Regions from separate parts of the Mus musculus genome. Here all the other regions are linked to region 1. A link is a contact called in public Hi-C data. All regions are on one chromosome and are shown on one strand. Each heading gives the region's core, a stretch centred on a gene start, on an enhancer-like site or on the middle of the called end of the contact. The rest is flanking DNA. Distances are from core to core; before and after follow the strand shown. Region 1 has its middle 93 kb from the start of Gm41255. Region 2 overlaps Ghr (growth hormone receptor). Region 3 holds the start of Ccdc152 (coiled-coil domain containing 152).

Region 1 (3,566 bases), core at 306-2,805:
CTTTGAATAGGACATAGATCTATTTTGTTTTCTCCTATTTTAGTGAAACCAGAGGAAAAGATATTGTTGTGAGTTGAAGAAAGGGTAAGTTGGGGGATGGAGAAAAGACAGCCCAAATTAGTGGTCCTAGTAAAAGGGAAAATGGGCTGAATATGAAAACTGTATTACTGCCATGGATTGCTTGGGGATGGTAGTCGGTGTTGTTATTTTAATACAGAGGTATTTAGAGAAATATCCATAAACTTTTATTACGTGTTGAAAAACATAAATTAGAAGACAGTTCGGTAAAATACACATTGGTATTTCTTGTGCTTTGTACCTACAACCCTCTTGAGTCATCTGTCTCAAGCTCTGGGCTGTAATACATCTGCAAACAGCCTGGTTTCATGTTCCACTTGCATTTCTATGATGCTTCCTTTCCTTTCCTTTCCATGCTCACTTCAGATGTCCAGAGTTGCAGTCTCTCCCATAGACTCCTAAAACTCTATTATCTTGCAAGAATGAATGTCAGGTTGCCTTTACTTTTTAAAAAGTCCCTCTGTGTCTCAAACACGGCAGCCTTGTTTTATCTTATGCCACAGTCTAAACCACTCACCTGTCTTTAATACTTTCCACTTATTTGGGAATATCCTCTGTTTCACATTGTCTGATGTTTTCCCCTTCATATCATTCCACTCCATGCCCCATTCAGGAGCACATCTAAACCTGCTCCAGAACAACTCATAGGTATCCGTGTGTATTTGGCCCACGGTGAGAAAGAACACCTTCCAAAACCAGGCACCAGAGAACCACAACAGACTGGCGCAGTGTTTGACTTGCAAATTTCTTCGAAGAAACACTTCATAAAATTCTGGCTGTGAGCTAGAAAGATTCTCTTTTGAAAAGCAATCTAAAAAAAAAAAAAAAAAAAAAAAAGAAAAGCAATCTGTCAGCTGCTGGGTGGCTGCTTGCTATGTGCACTGGAGTATTTTCCCTCAGAAGAAGGCAGTGGGAATCTGATTAGAGGAGAGTAACCAGTGGAGCTACTCAGACCAACCAACTTCCTTTTCTCCCTTCAGTCATATGGAGTAAATAAAGAAACAAAAATTTTCAGTGATTTGGCTAACCCTATTTGTCATCTAAAAGAAACAATTTACAAAAACAAAAACATTGTTTAGACAAAAGAGGGGAAAATGTTGTTTATCTAGGTCACATCGGTTTGACAGCACAGTTGGAGCAGCTGGTGTTTTGGCTAATTTCCCCAAAAGCCAACCACAGAGGGAGCCCAACCCATAGGTAACAAGTCATAGATATGTAAGGCATGATGGAGCTTGTTTGGGGGATTTAGAAGAATGCAGTCAAATGTCATACTACAGATTCCTCTTAACTGGAGAAGCCCGAGGTAGTCTGAGGGCAAATTCAAGTTACTCACAGGAAACATTATACAATATACAAAGACATCCATGGGTGACTCTTGGAAGTGCTTGAGAAAAGCTACAAACTGGGCTCTGCAAAGTGTGCTGCCATTCCTTCTTTCTACACAGTCAAGAGCAAGAGCCCAACAGCCTCCCTCCTTACCGCAGGGCAGGCGGAGGTCACTATGACTCAGGATAGACACTTGCCAATAGGAAAGTGAAAACAGACCCAACCGACCGGATTGCAAAAGCTGAAGGAAATCACACGGCAGAGGGAATAACCAGCAGAATGTAGAGAATTCACCACGTTATCATCAACAGTTTAGCTATAATTGATAGTATCAGGTTAGGGGAAACAGTACAACACAAGACTTCAAACGTTTTCTTCCACAAAAGTCAAATGTTTTGCAAATTAAGTGTCTTTCCTCTGTCTTAGTTGATGCTTGAAGGAAGGAGTGTCAGTGAGTACATTGTAAGTGAATGCCTTCAGCAAAGAGCAACTGGAAATGAAAAGTGCATCTTCGTTATATTTATTTTTTAAAAAATCTTCATGATAAACTAAATGTGATAAAATCGATAATGCCCAGAAATACGTTAGAGATGGATTTCTATGGAACTACTACCAGGGAGTTAATGTGATTGTCAAATATTTAGTTTATTTCCAGAACAAAATCTACTTTTCTGATACGGATTGTTCTTTATGCCTGTTTTCAGTATGCCAAGAGAATTTCCCGAGGACTTGTACACTGAAACTCAGAGGTCTCTGCAGTTTATTTTCTTAAGCTGTTTTACTTTGTATGGTGACATTTCTTAAGACAGATGAGAGCCAATGTTTAATAAGTGGTAAATGGTTATTTCTTTCCCATTTTCCAGGAGTTTATGTGAGAGTTCCTCCTAAATGTCTACTAGAGTTGACCATGCCTTAAGTTATGGAAGGCCTCTCTGTTTTGCATCTTTTCAGTCCATTCTTCTGTTTGGAGAATTTTTACTACTCTGTGTTCATGTTCTTCCTCTGACTTGTCATCTACTGTTAAACCCTAATAATTAGGGCTTTTTGTTTGTTTGTTTGTTTGTTTGTTTGTTTGTTTTAATTTACAATGATGTCTTTGGATAATAATCCAATAATCCCATTTTCTTTGATATTTTCTTAGTTTCCTCAAATAATTTCATGCTTCTTTACAGGTTTAAGCATGCTTCCAAAAATCATTTTGAAGCCCTTATCCAGTAATACCATCATTTCTGTCACATCTGGACTTTCTCATTTTATGCTGCTTGTGGACATTGTAGGATACTACTTTGATGTTAGCCTAAATTTTACTTATTTAAAGACTTTTGATTTGGAGTACATGTGTTAAAATTTGTTGTGAAGTAGTTTAACCTCAGTCTCACCCCTGAGGTAGAACCCTCCTTCCATGTCTATTAAATATCTAGCTCTTTAGTAAGGTCCCAGTCTGGCTACACAGAAGTCAAAAATCTGGAAACTGTTCAGTTTGCAAATCATCTTGAGAGGGTTTTTCATCCTAACACACATATCTTTGTGGTAACCAATAGATGACAGAAAGATTTTTTGATTTCTTCTACGTAATCCCCCGCCCCCTTTTCATTGCTCTGACCCACCCCACTCTAATTTATGACTCTTGGATTCAGGAAACAAAATGCCCAGCTTTTTATTCATTTCTCCTCCCTGAGCTCCAGGACAGAAAGTCCATCCAGGCTGCCTGGACATTCTTCATTTAGTTTCCTTTTCTCCAAGATCTCAGCCAGTGCTACCTTTGGCATAATGTCTAAAAAAATGTTCAAAAAGATATGGTGCCTCATTTGTAGCTGCTTACAGAAGGAAGACAGGGACTGGGTGTAATTTGTCAGAGCTAGAAAATGAGAGACTCTTGCTTGCCTGGTTATATCTGATTTAAACAGTCCTTTATTGTCTCCCTGATACCAGTCAGAAGCTCATGTTCAATAATCATTCTGACCCATAATTCTTTTTCTATCCCACTTTGTTGCAGACTTAGACACAAGGTAGGGAAAGCTTTAAATACCATCACATCTGGCTTTGCAACTCTTCAGTTGATCACAAAATGTTCAATTTATCAGCCCCTATATTTCACCCTTTAAGTATTTTACCTGCTAAGATGATCATTAACAGTGGCTGCCAAGTTTAAGTCTGAAAAA
Region 2 (3,639 bases), core at 684-3,183, 270 kb before region 1:
TCTTATGAAGAATCAGATACAATGTTGGGTGGTGGCTGTGTGAGTGGGTAGACTTTTCTATATTACACCCCCCCCATTCCATGCTCAGCCTATGGGCCTGTTTCCTTTTCATCTTTCAACTTGAACCTGGCAGCAGAGCACTCAATTGGTAAGCTCCCTCACCATTTCAGATCTTTGAGAGTAGCTAATGGCCTATTCAACTCAAAAGGAAGCAGCCATTAGACCAAGTATCTAAAGCCTCCATCGATTTCCAGCCGAGGGAACTCCCTTACAATCATCGAGAAGTGTATGCAGTGCCTTTGGCCTTACGGCATATTCCTAGCCGGGGATCTGCATTCCAGGGCATTGCCTTCAGAAATATCTACCATCAGCCACTTGTTTTGTGGTCCTTTAACACAGCTTGGCCTCTACAGGAAGATAGCTCTGTGACCTTGAGCTTTCTGATCCAGTTAAGAAGCAAAATAGCTATACAAATACTTCATTCTTCTTATGCTGCCCAGTACTCAACACAAAACTTCTTTACAGTGGTCACCGTAAACACTTTCTACATCAGCTGACTATACTTGCTTATGAAAAATTAGGGCATTAGTCTTTTTACACAAGCACTTAAAAGACAGCTTCCCTTGGTTTCATACTTTGTATTCTAAAGAGAAACAAAGAAATTAAAATAAAATGAATCCTGAAATTATATCCATTGTTTACATAAAATGTTTGTTAATTGCCTACTCTAAACAAAATCATTTATTAGATGCTATATATGCATGAAATATTTACAGCCAGGAGATGAGACCACAAGGATCTCATAGCTGAAAACTGAAGGTCAATGCTGATTATCACAATACATAATTTTCAGAATATCTATTATTTGGTATCCATAATGCTTGCATAATTAATGAGCATTTTAAATCCTTATCATGGATTGCTTCTAAACCACAAATTTATGATAAAACCTGGATGATAGAAGCCAGGATTTCCATTGGGCAATGGGTTAATCTTCTATAGAGACTCATGGAAATGGTTTCTTTCTTACTGTGGCTCTTAAGGGACAGCTATCATCCTTTTCTAATTAGATTAATTAGTTCCTTTTTAACCATGTCACTAGGTTTTCCTGTGTGCATGTGTGGGAGGAGACAGACAGACAGGCAGGCAGGCAGGCAGACACACAGACAGACAGACAGAGAGACAGAGATAGAGATAGAGATAGAGATAGAGATAGAGATAGAGATAGAGATAGAGATAGAGAATGACAGGAGAAGCAAATGGCAAATGACATGAGGTGTGCTAGGGAAGAGGCTCTAGTTCATAGAGAAAATAAATTTTACTATTAGAGATGCGTTCATTTGGATGAAGAATGATCTTCTATTAAAATGTGCTCACCCTTGAGAGAACTATCATATTCAGAATTCCCAGGTCATCATACCTCAAAATAAATGAGGTCACTTGATTCTGCTCAGCCAGCAGCTAAGATTGAAAAGGTCTTGAAGTAGATGGCATAGGTCAAGGTGCAGAGTTATTTTGGCAAGGGCAGGCCTGGTGAAGAAGCTGCAGAGGAGAGGCCAGACAAGAGATAGTGGGAGGGTGCTGAATTGGATGGATGAGCACAGGGCATAGTAATGGGATAAGGAGCTTCAAAGAGCTCTGAAAGCCTTTGGTACAGAAAAACAACCTTCTCATGGCTAACTCTGGAGCATATCTAAGATATACTGGAACATTCCTTGTCATGATTTCGAAGCTCCTTTTTTTACCTCCCACTCTTTCTGGTTGCATCTATGTAAACACATTTCTGTTTTAGAAGTCAAACAGTTCAAAATTTAAACATCCCATTCTCTGGTTCTAAAGGAGATATCCATTCTGAAGAATGACAGGACGGAGTCCATGAAAGCTGGATGCCTCACATGGGGTCAAGAGTTCACTTCCTGGACCTAGCTGCTTTAACCAGAGGCGCCTTCCCTATTTCTGGGCACTCTTGATACTGTCAGCAGCTGGTACGGCTCCCACAGACAACCCTTGACAACATCACAGCTGTTTCCTCTCCTGCCAAAGCCACTTAAACTCCCAGAGTTCCCTGCATTCTTTTCTATCAGCTGGAGCAGAGGGTAGATGGTTGGATTCAAGTGCTTTTCGTCACGATTGCAGAAATGTACATTTGCTTAATGTGGAATGCTTTCTCACGGTGCCCTCTTTGAGGGACTCTGAGGTGGGCGGCCAACAGAGCATTCTCGCCTGCTAGCATTTTCCTGGGCAGAACTGAAAAGCAAGTTGCTAGGCTCACATCAGGAAAAGCAACCTTAGCTCTGGAACCCATAGAGCTGGATAAAGAAATCCAATAGGAAAGAAAGAGGAGTGCTCATTTTCCTTTTGCTATGGATGGCCACAGCAGATCTGGTCACACATACCATGGTTCTGTGTCTGCAGTTTTGTTAGCAGTCACCCTCTAGAACACCAATAAGTATGAGTCTATGTATCGGTATAAGTAACACTGCTTAGTGTCATAATTAACTCTTTTTATGCTGGTCTATGGTTACATTTGTCTCAGCAGAATTCAAATAAAAAATTGATGGAATCACCGATTATAATAGAACTCTATTTATCATTCTTTATTTGCAGTCTGGATATGTGATTAAAAAAAAAAAAAGCCCAGAAGGTCTATGTTCATTTTTGGAAAGACAATAGCTCTTGAATAGCAAATGATTTCCAGAATCTTAATTTGTATCTCTATCATGCCGCTGACATTGTAGCCTTCCCCATGCCACAAGAAAGCCCACTGAGAGGAAAAAAAATATCTAGAATTTATCTCTTGTAGCTGGTTAGAAAATACCAATTTTAAACACTCTTCTCCACAGAAATTCCTCTCCTTGTTTCTAACTTTAATCTTAGGTCTCTAAATGTCTACAGATAGACTATTCTGGAATAGATTTTCATTATTTGAAACCCTCATGCTTACAAGTAAAACTGGCCTGTAGCTTTTACTCTAAGGGCTTGGCATGGGTTCAGAGCAGAATAGTGGATCCACATAGTACTGGCTCAGCTGAAAGCAAGGGTGAGGAGGGCTTTGCCTCTTTTCTCACCTTTCCAGTGTCCACCTCCAGCCTTACTTTAGTGAAGCTAGGCTGATGCCAGCAGGCAAGGCAGCATGTTCCCAAGTAACATTTGTGGTCAGGAGAATCACATCATTAGTGATGCCTAACTTCCCAATTACCTCCTTTTGACTTGGTCCCAGAGCCATGCACAAGTGTTTTCTCATCCTCCATCTGGCCTTCTCTGGCTCTGACTCACTCATTATCACCCTTCTCCACTTGAACCCAACGGACTTCGTTTGGTGGATCTTGCCAAGTAATGATAGCGAATGAAATAAAATTTGCTTATCTAAGTTAGATCCAGATTGCAAGTTTTAAGGCTTGTTATTTATTCCAAATATAGCCCAAGGATTGTTTTCTACCTTCAGTCTTACAAATGGGTGGTACCTCAGTCTACATATTATACAAATGACATTTTAGATACTCAGTGTACACTGGATAGACAAAGACCAAGTTAATACTGATGTCTCTCTCCCTCTCTCACACACACCCCATTCACATGCTTTATAGGCTATTGTTAAAATAAAATCTGGCTCAATCCATTTTTCAAAGACTTTCTATT
Region 3 (3,584 bases), core at 482-2,981, 400 kb before region 1:
ATGCTTTTGGGATTACATAAAAGCATACACATAAAGCTTCCGGGTGGATATGAGTAATGTTTAGTAACTGCTGAAATAAAGAGCAAGTTTCAAGTTTAACTCTGGAACCAATCATAAAAATGTTTCAGAATCCCAGAGGTGGATTCATCCACAGGATGGGGAAACCGAATGTAACCAGCATTTACATGTGGGCGTGTGAAGGTGTCTTACTAGAACCAAGATTAATACAATATCAAAGTGTGAAATACTTGGCATTACATTTTTCTCACATAAAAAAAAAAAGGTGGTGAAATACAGTTTTGAAACTCAGCTATTCTAGATTTGGGAAAAAAGACCACAAGGCCATGTATTGGATGTTAACTAGTCCAAAATAAATGGTATTCAAAATACTTTTTTTGTGGTCATATTCTTGTCAAACTGGACACTGCCTGACATTACTCTGTCAAGAAATTCCACTTTCTTCTTTTTATGTTACTTGACTGTAGCAGCTTTTAATCGTTTTGAAATCTGAATTTTGGTTATGTACTTCCAGTTTAGTGAAACACTTGCAATTCTGTATTGCATATCAGTAAAATTATATTTCAAAAACCTCAGTAAAAACTTGTTCCTTCTGGTAGAAAAATAATCATAATAGACAACCCCCATAACAAAACAGTTTCATTCTTTGTTGAACAAAGTTAAAAAAAAAAAAACACTAATTGATATTGTTACTTAAACTAGAGGATAATCTGAAGTATTTAAAAATCTCCTTTTCTCCTTTTTAGTTCCTAACGTTTTAAATAATTTTAAAAAACGAATTCTGTCTTAGACCCAGATTCCTGAATCAAATGCATTTTAATTTGAGTCTGAATCTTCTCCAGCTGTTTTTCTTCATAGAATATATATATATATATATATACATATATATATATATATATATATATATATATATATATATATATATATATATATATACACCTTGTAACTAAAGCTAAGGATGTTGCTCAGTGGAAGTACATTTGCTTTCCAAGTGCGCCCCCCCTCTCTCTGTGTATTCGTGTGTGTCTGTGTGTGTGTGTGTGTGTGGGGGGGGTGATGGGGGGGTAGTCTGGTATTCATGGAGATCGTCCTGTCTCTGCCTCCTGAATGCTGGGATCGAAGACATGCATCACCACCACCCGGTCATTTCTGCATGTCTTAATTGCCCTCTTCTCCCAATTTCCTAGGTTCAAATTCTTTCAATGAATTTGGTTTTGCCTAGAGAAACTCGGCAACAAGTTAGTGATTCAGTGCTTACTGAGTTCTCTACTTATATGGCGTTCAAGGCTCAGTCTCCACCATGTCCACTGGCAAGAGATAGTTTCATTTCCTTCTTCAGCTCGGTGGCTGTTGACGTGGGCATCCCAGGGCTTGACTTCTCTCCAGCCCCACTCAGTTGGGCCCTGGCACTCATAGGTGCCAGGAGTGGGGCTCAGCTTGTTCCCTGTTCTTTCTTCTGAGCTCTCCGAGGCTTTACTCTCAGACCCTGGGGCTAAGGCCCACCATGGCGTTCCGCTGTCCTCTGAGGCCCAACAGACGCGCAGGGGTGTGGGCAAGGGGCTCCGGTGTGAGAGGAGTGGGTAGGATAAAACTGCAGGAATCCAGGACACTTCAAGGAGGTGTCAGGAAAAGAATCGATGGAAAACTGGGATTCGAATCTCCAGGGAAGAGCTTGGAACGTACCTGCTGCCAAGGCGCGACATCCAGTCTCCAGCAAAGTCCTTCGGGTGCGGGTAGCTGGTCCGTTTCAGATTTTAGTCCTCTTCCGGGTGGGAAGCAGGGTCCCCCACCTCTGGGTCCGCCGTTCTCCTTGGCCGGTCAGCACCCTCTCCTAGAGAATACCTTAGAGCCCCACCAATTTACATCCTCCTAGGTGCTTTCATGGATTTCTTAGACCACAGAACAACACTCAGCCACTGCCAGACTAATCACTGTTTTGGCAACTTAAGAATGAACCAGCTTTGCTTGGTTTATACATCAGCACAATTAAATAAATAAGAACCCATATTCATCCCAGTGGTTTATAAGCCCTTTAAAGTACCAGATTCAATTATTTGATAGTTTCATGTCTATTCTCTTACTGATTTAGTGATTCAGGGCATGGACTATAATGTAAGTTCTACCAATGTCTTTGTCTTGGGCAACCTAATTTTTTTTGTGTGTCCCAGCTTTTTATCCATATAGTATCATTAATAAAAATTTCTACTCATTAAGGTTGTTCTACCAATTAAATGAATTTATCACTTAAAACATGATAGGGTCTCTTGCTTCAAGTGTTCAAAAATTATCATAATTTCCAATGTTGTCCTGTAGTAGCTGAAATGTATCTGCTGAAAAGGTATTTGAATGAGAAATAAAAACTTAAATTTCATTAATTTGATTTTTCTATAGAATTAATTTTTTCAGGCACAGGAATGTAAACAGTAATAGGATTATTCATATTTCATTATTTGAAAGTTTAAGGTATAGCAAAGTATTAGAACTGGATCCAAGTGGAGAATTTGAGTCCCCACTGCGTGTTCAAGTTTTCTTTAGCATTGGTACCAACGCATAGATAGGGATTTGAAAAACAAATAGATGAAGGAACTGGACAGTAGAGGGGTAAGAATTTCCCGGTATCATGGCTGATCTGAAAGGATTCACCACCGGAGGAATCAGATTTTAATAAGACTTGAAAGATTAGGTTTTAGTTGTTGCACCCGGAGATTGAATTACCATTGCTTCTGGGGGGAAAAAAAAGAAAGAAAGAAAAAAAAAGATGAGATTCTTTACATGCTCATCAGGAATACTGGTCTGTAATTTTCTTTCATTCGTTGTGTTTTTACGTGGTTTGAGCATTAGAGAAATGCTGCTTCATAAAAGGAGTTGGTAATACTCTGCCTCTTCCTTTCTCTCTCTCTCTCTCTCTCTCTCTCTCTCTCTCTCTCTCTCTCTCCCTTCCTTCCTTCCTTCCTTCCTTCCTTCTTCTTTCTTTCTTTATAACTTAAGAATATATTCCTTTTTTGTGTGTGTCTTTGATGGGCTGGTTGAAGTTGTTGATCATTTCTTGGTTTAAATTTGATGATTCATGCCAATCTAGATGTGTCCAATTCCTTTTAGATTTTTTAACTGAATGGAGTACACATCTTTAAAGTATCCCTTTATAATATTCTGAATTTCTTTGGTGTCTATTGTAATGTTCCCCAATTCATGTCTAATACTGGTAATTTTGGATTCTCTCTCTCTCTCTCTCTCTCTCTCTCTCTCTCTCTCTCTCTGTGTGTGTGTGTGTGTGTGTATGTCTCTCTCTGTCTCTCTCTGTCTCTCTGTCTCTCTCTGTCTCTCTCTGTCTCTCTCTCTGTCTCTCTTTCATTAATGGGGCTAAGGTTTTCTTGATCTTCTTTGACTTTTCAAGGCACCAACTCTTACATTCATATGTATATATGTCATTTAAATGAACTTACATGACTTGGACTATAATGTTCCCCTCAAGAGGCAGAATAACAAAAACCCAACTGTCAAACCTGTGAAACTTCCCTTCTAGTTGTGGGTCAAGGGAGCCTTCTATTGATTGAAGTACAGGTATT

Evidence for each region. A called contact is a pair of places that touch in the nucleus more often than the background predicts.
Region 2: a Hi-C map of myocytes shows a contact between it and region 1, with 2.6 times the contacts expected there. The contact joins two enhancer-like sites. A contact is called at or near these places in 4 of 484 Hi-C or Micro-C datasets (the C2C12 cell line, adipose-derived mesenchymal stem cells, embryonic fibroblasts and 1 more).
Region 3: a contact with region 1 is called in a Hi-C map of embryonic fibroblasts, with 3 times the contacts expected there. The contact joins the promoter of Ccdc152 here to the enhancer-like site in region 1. A contact is called at or near these places in 2 of 39 promoter capture datasets (hippocampal neurons and maxillary cranial neural crest) and 2 of 484 Hi-C or Micro-C datasets (adipose-derived mesenchymal stem cells and embryonic fibroblasts).

The regions. Positions count from the first base shown.
Region 1 is chr15:3,706,301-3,709,866 of GRCm38.p6, forward strand. No RefSeq gene overlaps it. Among named protein-coding and RNA genes, the nearest start is that of Gm41255, 93 kb to the left of the region's middle. Within about 2 kb of position 1,556, at least 69 of the 459 cell types and tissues checked have an H3K27ac peak or open chromatin away from gene starts, as enhancers often do. A contact at or near this core is called in adipose-derived mesenchymal stem cells, embryonic fibroblasts and myocytes, where this site is marked.
Region 2 is chr15:3,431,463-3,435,101 of GRCm38.p6, forward strand. All of the region lies in intron 2 of Ghr (growth hormone receptor), which reads right to left. Among named protein-coding and RNA genes, the nearest start is that of Ccdc152, 130 kb to the left of the region's middle. Within about 2 kb of position 1,934, at least 41 of the 459 cell types and tissues checked have an H3K27ac peak or open chromatin away from gene starts, as enhancers often do. A contact at or near this core is called in myocytes, where this site is marked.
Region 3 is chr15:3,301,795-3,305,378 of GRCm38.p6, forward strand. It overlaps Ccdc152 (coiled-coil domain containing 152), which reads right to left and starts at 1,732. Exons shown (of 9, transcript NM_001166063.3): 1 at 1,702-1,732. All of the region lies in intron 3 of Gm41254 (a long non-coding RNA gene), which reads left to right.